Linked DNA regions of Mus musculus: regions 1 and 2 are each linked to region 3. The links are chromatin contacts, called in public promoter capture Hi-C maps. All regions are on one chromosome and are shown on one strand. Each heading gives the region's core, a stretch centred on a gene start, on an enhancer-like site or on the middle of the called end of the contact. The rest is flanking DNA. Distances are from core to core; before and after follow the strand shown. Region 1 has its middle 4.2 kb from the start of Gm38643. Region 2 holds the start of Sbf1 (SET binding factor 1). Region 3 holds the start of Tubgcp6 (tubulin, gamma complex associated protein 6).

Region 1 (2,813 bases), core at 313-2,812, 240 kb before region 3:
GTATGTGGGTTTGGAGATGGATCTCAGGTCACTCTACCTACTAAGTCATCTTGCTAAAGCAAGATGCTAACACAAGATAACACCAAATTGAGTAGGATTCCTTTGTTTAGATGCAGGTCTCATGTAGCTCAGGCTAGACCGGACTTTGACATATAGGTGAGGCTCAACTTTGGGGGGCTCATAATTCTCCTGCCTCCTGCTTCCACTTTCCAAGTGCTATGTGTATACCACCATGCTTGTTTCTAGTAGGATCTTTAGCGAAAACATAGATAAACTGATTCTAAAATGTACATGGGAGGAACAGAACTAGAAAAACTAAAATTGTAGTGGTAGGAATAAGAGTGACCTTAAAAACTTATAATTTGAATGCTTAGTCATTAGGGCACTACTTGAGAAGGATTAGGAGGTGTGGCATTGTTGGAGGAAGTGTGTCACTGAGGGAGGGCTTTGATGTTTCAAAGCCCAAGCCAGGTCCAGAGGCTCTCTCTCCCTGCTGCCTGCTGCTCTGGATGTAAAACTCTCAGCTGCCATGTCTGCCTGAATGCCACCATGAGGACAATGGACTAAGCCTCCGAAACTCTAAGCAAGCCCCAATTAAACACTTTCTTTTATAAGAATTGCCTGGCTCATGGTGTCTCTTCACAGCAATAGAACACTGACTAAGACAAACACCAGGTCTGAGCTAGCAGGCTGCCATGGTGGGAGTTGAGCCTGCAATCCCGGCACCCAGAGGCAGAAGGAACACGCCAAATTTGTCTAGGTCTACACGGTGAGTTTTATGCCAGTCAGAGATTCACAGTGAGGCCTTGTCTTTAAAAGATAGTGGTAGGTCTCACTCTGCCTTATTCGTCAGCATGTGGGGTGAAAGGGAAAATGACGGGTGCGAAGATCAGCAGAGCAGGAGAGATGGTCTGGAAACAGCACGGAGGGAATGTAGGTCTAGCCTCCGTACACATGCACGCAAGTGCATGCTAGAGAGGAAGGGCTGAAGGGAAAGGCAAGGCGAGCTTGCTGGGAGTAGACACAGGTCTGCACATACACAGATGCAAGAGACCTAACTCCTTCAGGTATGGAAACCAGAGAACCCAGATGTGAATCGCCAGGAAGCCCAAGCTCAGAGGCTTGCAAACCCTCATGGGGGTCACACACACACGGGGTCACCCATCAAGAATCAGAATCAGAGTAAACAATGAGGAAGAGAGGTGAGCCCGCAGCTTCCCTGGGTGTCTGAGTGAGCTCTTTGCAGTTGGAGGTCCTTTCCCTAGTGAAATAAGCTGGGGTGGTGGGGTATCAACAGGGGGTTATCAGATGCTCAGCTCCTGGGAACTTGAGGCAGAAATCAGACTTCTAAGTTTCACCTGGCCTCAAGCCCTGAGGTTGTATTCCTGGCTGCCTTCCTTAATCACGAAGCTTGAGGCCCAGGGGAGACTTTGCCCTTCCCCCTATAGCAGATGTGACCCCTTTCCCTGGCCCAGAGGGTTCAGGAGCCAAACCCTGTCTGCTCCCTGGCGACAGTCACCTCCTCTGTGCTCCCAGGATGAGTCTCAGGTCGCAGGAACCGCCCCGCAGCTGCTGCTGGTCCCCACCTGTGCACTACAGCCCCAGGGGAACTGTGAACCTGCTCCAGTAGGCCCGGAGGACAGGGACACGGTGGAAACCAGACCTCCGTTTGGGAGGTGTGGGGCCAGGGATGTGTTTGTGCCAGCTCCTGGCTGGTCCCCCGGGGGGGGGGGGCGCTTCTGCTTGGAGCCAGGATGCACCTGCCCAAGAAACTATGGTTTCACAGGGAGGTAGGTGATCTAATTCACTCCATCCCAGAGTATCCCAGATGCCCTTTTTAAAGGTCACTTTACCTTGATCCAGGCGAGGAGTACCTCGCCTACCTTCTCTCTCCCACATCGCAGTGGCTTACACTCTCGCTGAGTCACCCTTTCTCCTCAAAGCCAGTTCTTACATCCTACACGTGGCCCTGCAACCTCCAGGTGCTGTGCTCATGCGCGGCCCCACCCGCAGCCTCAGAACAGCTTCCACCTCTCTGCCATCTCCTAGGCCCAATCATTGGGTCGGCTCACATCCCCACCGCCTCTCCATGTGCTCCGTGATCTCTGTGTCTTGTCCTTACACATTCTTGGAGCCAATGAAACGCAAAACTATGCTTACTGTCATTTACGTGGCACGGGTCGGGGGCGGTTTGCTGGGTAGAGGACCGGGGATTCACACCAAACGAGACAATCCGCAGCCTTACAAAGCAATGTTTAAACGGAATCAGGGCAGAGCTTTAGAAAAAAAGCAATTCCAATCTATTAACTTTCAACATAATAAGCAGCAGTTTAAAACCACCATTAAAATAACCAGAATTCTAATTGGAAGACGTATTGATTCAGGATGACTCCAGAAGAGTCTGGGAGCTAGACCAGGAGCAGGCTCACAGGGACATGGTCCTCCATCCTGCCTGAAGACTGAGCCGACTCTCGCCTTCTGCTAGCCCTACAGCCCGGACTCCCAGAAGCTCCGGGTTTCTATGCCCTTTCCACCCTCCCCAGTCCTCACCAGGTGGCATCTTCGCAAAGCTCCACTTGGCAGGATGTGTCTTCACTCCACTTGCCTGTCAGCACCAGGACACAGCCTGACTACTCCTTGTTTTGGGTTCTTTGCGCTCAGGCCTGGCCAACCTGGCTCTCTGGGCTGGCGGTTGGGGCCCAGGAGCCCTCATTGGGGTTTTTGCCCAACAGCGCTTCCCATAGTGCCAAGACCGGATTCCTTGGCCTTCCTGCCTGTACTTCGGGAACCCTTTGTTCCAACGATGGGTTGAG
Region 2 (2,807 bases), core at 130-2,629, 190 kb after region 3:
CCATCATGTGGACATTAAACAAAGGAACAGTCCTAGTGGAGACTTAGCAAGAAGAAAGGCAAAGAAGAAAGTTTGGGTCCTGAATGGTGACAGTGACAGCTGGTCTGAGAAGCAGCAGAATAACTGTGTGGAATAGATAACTGGAACACGGTAGGAAGCATTACATCTAGGGATTAAGGGGCTACCTCATCTGGCCACAGTTGTCCCTAAGATACCGCCCCTCTGCAGGTGGACTCTGACAGCCAGAGTACAAGTCCCAGCCTCCATTCCAGACCCACACACTCAACTTCTCTATGCCAGATTCTATGCTGAAGATAGGGCAACAGCAAGGCAATCTCAGTGGGCTATTGGGAGAAATGAGATCATACACACAAAGGGTTGTGCAGGGCCTGGCACACTGAGGACTCCAGCCAACACCCCCCAACACTGTTGTCTCCATGGCTGTGGTTGATGTCACTGTCAGGCTCCGTTTTCTCCTACCCCCAGGACTGAAGGGCTCTCAGACACAGGTGCTGACTCCAGATCAGGGCCTCCTAGATCACCACACTGATCCCCCGCTGAGGGGCCTGGCTTAGAGGCTTGAACACCAGGAATGCTCTCCTCCAAGTGTGACACTTTCGTCTGAAGTCCGGCTCCATACCACCGACGAACCCCTCCCCCTCCACTGCACCCCATCAAGCGGTGCTTGAGGCTTCAGACCTAGCACTGGGTCAGAGAAGCTGGAAGACGAAAACGTTCCGCCCCCCTCTCTGAAATTCCCAGACCCAGCCACCGGCAGGCGGCCAAGGCGGGGTGAGCCCATCCCACCCAACTTGGAATCGGGGAGACCGAACTGCAGCAGGGTCCTCCAGCCTCCCACGCCCGAGCGACACGCCCCTGCCCACCTCGGAACAGCGACGCAGGTGCCCAGGTGTAGGAGGGATGTTTCTTACACAGGCCATGTCGTCCGGGGTCCTCGCGGGTTGCCCCGACGCCACCGTGGCCAATAACTACGGAGGCCTCTTTTCGAGAGCCCCGAGAGCTCGGCCCCAACTCCTGACCCTGCCTCCGGCCGGGTCTTCTTAGCTTCGAGTCCTCAGTCCCAGTCCCTCAGTCCCCCCCAGCTCGTCCCCCTCGGCGCTGAGACTCACCGCGCGGGTGCGGCCCGAACGCCACCAGCACGAAGTAGTCCGCGAGCCGCGCCATGGCAAGGGGCGCAGGCGGGCTCCACGGCTCGAGGGTTCGATGGCGGCGCGCTCATGGCCCGGCGCTGGCCCTAAGCTGCACACTTGGGACACCCCGGGCCCGCTCCTCTGCGGCGCCGCTGACCAGGGCTTCCGCCGCCATCTTCCCAGCCAGCCGGCCCGCCCGGGCGCTTCAGGAGCCTGCGCAGTTCTGCCCCTCCCGTGTAGGCGGGACCTGGCACAGTGCGCTTCCATTGGGCCACTCCGCATGGGGCGGGTCCAGAGGGCGCTGCCCCGCCTACTACCTCATGCTCAAGGACCGGCTCAACCCTTTGGGCGGGTGAAGCTTACGGCGGCCGGGGCGGGTCAGCTACCCTGGTCCCGCGGCCGACATTTCGACCTGAAGCACCACCGGTCAGGATTAGGGCATACTTCCCCGTCGGAACTGAAGCCCCGGAATGAAGGGAGACCTGGACCTCACCCTTGGGAGAGCCTAACTCCGAGGGTCAGGGGCGTGGTCCAGCTCAGTCTGCCTGAAGCAAACCAGTGGAGCTCAGGCCTTGTCCAGCCAGTCTCCCAAACTAGAGGACCGAGCTGGGGGATGGAGGAGTGTCATGGCTTCGCCACTCACCCTGCCAATCTTATGGTGGCCAAGGGAAAGACTTTACAGGCTTTTTTTTTTTAAGTTCCTAGTGCAAAAAGGGGCAGCTAGATATTTCACCATTGGATGGATGGGATATCCAACACCTGCATTTAAAAAAAAAAAAAAAAAAGTTCCAGCTTGAGTCACCTTCCTGCGAAGTTGGATCGCCCTGGAGGTCAGGGGGTTGGCCAGGCCTCTTGCAGTAATACAGGAATGGACACTTGTAGGAGAGGCAAGGTCCTTGACCAGGAGATTAAAGGGGGAGGACTAGGCTTGCTTGTTGATGAGTTTAGTTTTCTGTGAGAACTGAAAGACAAGCCACCTATTAGCATCGTGTTCCCTCCACCTGCAAGATCTGGAGAATGAATGAAAGCAATCTCAGGAGAGACGAGTCCAGTCGTCAGTGTACGTGTATAAAGAGTCTCGGCCCTTGAGAAGCTGAAGCAGGTCGTTCATGAATTCCAGTCCAGTCTCCTTGGCTTCATCAGGAAACCATGTGTCCAAAAAACAGGAGATATAAGGGCCTTTCTGGAGAGATAGTTTAGAGGTTATGGGAATCTGTGCTGGATTTGCAGCACCCTCGCCTGCAATTCTGGGTCCAGGGGGATCTGTCGCCCCCTTCTGGCCTCCGGAACGTGTTTGTGGTGGTGCGTGGACATACATGCAGGGAAAACACCCATACACATAAAGTGAAAATGTCTTTTTTAAGAGAGGGGGATGAGCTTGGTGGTCATGGTGGTGGTGGCAGCGCACGCCTTTAATTAAAGCGCTTGGGAGTCAGAAGCAGATGGAGTTTGAAGCCAGCCTGGTCTACGGAGCTAGTTCCAGAACAGCCAGGAAGCCCTGTCTTGAAAAAAATAAGATAAAATAAAAATAAATAAAAGAGGGGAAGAGGAAAAGACTGTCCTAGGAAAGTTCTGTGCACAGAGACACAAACCTAGCTCTCCTTTGCCAATGCCAGGTGAGCTGCAAAATCTTCCTTTCTGCTTAAAACCTGTGTT
Region 3 (3,140 bases), core at 117-2,616:
GTACCACCACTGCCTCTCTTCATTTTAATTAATCTGATTTCTGAACTAACAGCACTAGAGAAGTGACTTAACAAGAAGCTCTTGAGGAACAGGATGGGAAAGGTGCACGTTGTGTTTTGCTTACTGGTGAGCAGCTAGGACATTCCTGTGCAAAAGGATGCCAGCAAATCCTCCCCAACACCTCTACATCATGACTGTCTGCTCACCTGAGGCTTGGACAGAAGCTTGCCAACAGTACCAGGTAAAAGAATTTTCCAAACCTCTAGGGTTACTGAAAGGGAAAGAAATACTACCTTGATGGCTAGTCCAGAGAAGTCCGCGCTGTCTGGCACAGGTGGTAGGTCCAGTCGCACATCCATGTCATAGGTGCGGCTATGCACAAGTGCACCAAAGAGGGAGACCCTGGTGTCTCTCTCAAACCTGTCACCACAAGAGTCACCAATTGAGAAGAGCCCAACGGTGGGCAGGCCAGTGCCTGGGGCAGCCTCCATCACCTGAAGCGCTTCCTGGACCGTGTGATGACACAAATTCTCCTCCCCAGAGATAAATGACCGAACGTCCATTTCAAACACACTCAAGTCATAGCAATCGTAGCCGCTGTAGGGTATGTTTCGGCCTGCATGCTTGTTGTTAAAGAAGTAATCCCGTTTTCTACGCAGCACTTGAGGGGGGCCACTTCCTGCCAGCTGAACTAAGAGGTCCAACACTGATGCTACCTCCACAAAAGGACAGTCAGGGGCTGCTTCAAGTTTCTCCACGAGCTCCTCCAAACGGTCAGCCTCTGGCCCCAAGCCCCCCACCCTCAAATCGAAGGACAGCATGAGGACCTTGTTTTTCACGGGGAGCTTCGACGAGTCGGGCTGCCGTTGATGGGTGTCCTCTTGAAAAAGATTTGCGAAAAGGGCATTGTAGGCCACCCTCTTAAGGCTCCGCTTCGCCCTCTTCCTGTTCACACTGCGCTGGCCGGGGCGAGCTTGGGCAGCAGGTAAGAGAGCCTCGCAGAGGTCATCGAACAGCTGGGTGATGCTGGCCATAGTCACTCTCTTTTCAGCCCAGGACCCTCCTGACTGGTAAACTTTGCACCTAGGAGTCACTTCATGCTCTCAAAGGCCAAAGCTCACCGTAGGTGAGCCAGGCTCAAAAAGCGGACCGCCCGTGGCTCCACACCCGGCAACCCGGCATCCGCGTCTCAGGTTTCGCACTGCAAGAGGCCACACGCCGCGACCCTAACAGCCCTCAGCCTCCACCTGGCGCTCGTCCTCGGCTCTCCCGGACCATGACAAGTTTACCGACCGAATGCGTACGCCCCATGACCAGCCTGCAAGCCCGGGACGCCCGAACTGGGACTCCCGCCGCTCTGGCGTCACACCCACGCGACGGCAGACAACACCAGGAGACGCACGGGAAATACGTCATCAGGCCCGCCCTAAGTGGGCGAGGCCTCAGCCTCAGCTTTCAGAGCTAGAACCTAGCATCTTGGATAATTTGATGGGAGTGAACTCAGTAACGGAGACAGAGATGTGTTGTGTTTGGCCGATGTTTATTGTTCTGGAGGTAGAGGACGCCTGGGCCGCAGACGGGACGTAGGTCTCGGGCCATGGTTCGCTGGGGCCCGAGTGTGCTATTTTTCACGTGTGAATCGCCCACCTTGACCGATTTCAAGCGACTGGCAATCACTGTTATTATGGTGGAGGAGCTGGAAAAGCAAAGTTGACTCGTTGGTGAAGCTGGCTCCACGTAGTTCTAACGTAGGGCGTCGCCTTTGCCCCTGTGTGCCTCACCAGCCACCTGCAGCAATTTCCAGCGAGCCTCCAGCCGAGCTTTTAGAAACATCAGAGCCTGGATCTCCTCTGGAGTGGCCTTCGAGAAAGGACCCAGACTGGGAGGTGTTTCTCCATGCAATGCCTGCGCCAGGCTCCTTGCAAGCAGGCGTATGGATTCCTGGCTCGGAGAGAGTGGGGTTTGGGCGCCGCAATGAGACAGTTGTTTCTGCCCACCTTCCACCCATATAACGTAGCCACCCTACCCAGTTTACCTCTTCCACTACAGCTAGAATTCGGCCCCCTACTGGGCTCCGAAGCATTGCAGCCAAGAGAGCAGCTTGAGCGTTCTGCAGGCCATGGGCAGGCCCCAGTGCCATCAACACCATATCAGGCTGGAAACCATAGGCCAAGGGCAGTACCAGACCCAGAATGAGGCTCAGAAACCCTCCAGTTGTCTGTAGGGACAATAGCAGAGCCTCAGACTCTCATCTAAAGGGCACTGCTAGTGGCTCCTGTCGCCCACCCCACCCCCAATCTCAGGGACCCTGGGTTGTGAACAGGAACCCCCAGAGAGACCGGCGGGGGGGGGGGGGCGGAGAAGCTCTCCAACCCCAACACAGCCACTCACCTGTGGCAGTGGAGTGGAGAAGTGGAACATGGACTGGATGGCTGCATCCTTGCCCCGGATGTTGAGCCACAGAATTCTCCTTCTCAAGAGAAAGCACCAGGGCCATAGACACATAATGCAGGAGACCCTGCTCACCCTTCCCAGGGCTTATCAATAAAAGACAGAGGAGAGCTTGGGGCCAGGGGGGTGGGGGCGTAAGTGACTGTCAACCTGGTATGGCACTGTGTTCTGGGGCATCCACTCTCAAACTGCACCTATGGGAAGCAGTGTTCTCACCCAACGGTGACCCTGGATTCCCAGTCACATGCCCACTACCTGTCCATGCACAACTGAGATGTATAAGCTAGAGAATCATACCCATCATCTGCAAGGTCCAGGGGTCGATCCAGTTGTCCCAGGGCCACACAGAGCACCCTAAGAAGTTGACCCAGGATGGGCTGGGCTCACATTGTCCAGTATCCATTTGAGGGCCCTCCCTATGCCATTGAGTGGGTACTCCCAGGTCCTTGGGGACTCAAGTCAACCAAGCAGAGTTTACCTCTGAGCTCTGCGAGCTAGGCATCGCTGAATGAGTACATCCAATGTTGCTGCTGTGGCGAGGGCAGTTGTGGTTGCTATGGCATTTCTTATCTACAGAATAAACAACAGGCTGGCACACACACACACTCTTTGGAGGACTTTCAGGAGTCAATGCCAGCTCCCAGACCTTAGGTTAAACCCATTCACGCTTTGTTCTGGTCTTTTCCAAA

Evidence for each region. Promoter capture Hi-C pulls out the DNA fragments that hold promoters and counts their contacts.
Region 1: a contact with region 3 is called in a promoter capture Hi-C map of embryonic stem cells. The contact joins the enhancer-like site here to the promoter of Tubgcp6 in region 3. A contact is called at or near these places in 8 of 39 promoter capture datasets (cranial neural crest, embryonic stem cells, liver and 3 more), 2 of 115 datasets of contacts at active chromatin or transcription factors (effector CD8 T cells and pancreatic cancer cells) and 3 of 9 other capture datasets (adipose tissue, liver and pancreatic islet).
Region 2: a promoter capture Hi-C map of pre-B cells shows a contact between it and region 3. The contact joins the promoter of Sbf1 here to the promoter of Tubgcp6 in region 3. A contact is called at or near these places in 20 of 39 promoter capture datasets (3T3-L1-derived adipocytes, the C10 cell line, the HPC-7 cell line and 13 more), 2 of 15 datasets of contacts at CTCF or cohesin (CD8 T cells and large pre-B cells), 15 of 484 Hi-C or Micro-C datasets (B cells, CD4 T cells, CD8 T cells and 7 more), 7 of 115 datasets of contacts at active chromatin or transcription factors (CD4 T cells, the SCID.adh cell line, cardiomyocytes and 4 more) and 4 of 9 other capture datasets (adipose tissue, embryonic stem cells, liver and 1 more).

Annotation. Positions count from the first base shown.
Region 1 is chr15:88,879,884-88,882,696 of GRCm38.p6, forward strand. No RefSeq gene overlaps it. Among named protein-coding and RNA genes, the nearest start is that of Gm38643, 4.2 kb to the right of the region's middle. Within about 2 kb of position 1,563, at least 10 of the 459 cell types and tissues checked have an H3K27ac peak or open chromatin away from gene starts, as enhancers often do. A contact at or near this core is called in embryonic stem cells, where this site is marked.
Region 2 is chr15:89,313,932-89,316,738 of GRCm38.p6, forward strand. It overlaps Sbf1 (SET binding factor 1), which reads right to left and starts at 1,380. Exons shown (of 41, transcript NM_001170561.1): 1 at 1,131-1,380. The coding sequence starts at 1,185.
Region 3 is chr15:89,121,784-89,124,923 of GRCm38.p6, forward strand. Tubgcp6 (tubulin, gamma complex associated protein 6) reads right to left here and starts at 1,367. Exons shown (of 25, transcript NM_001163319.1): 1 at 294-1,367. The coding sequence starts at 1,034. It overlaps Hdac10 (histone deacetylase 10), which reads right to left. Exons shown (of 20, transcript NM_199198.2): 15 at 2,930-3,021; 16 at 2,749-2,805; 17 at 2,392-2,470; 18 at 2,036-2,218; 19 at 1,782-1,941; 20 at 1,520-1,696. The coding sequence ends at 1,683.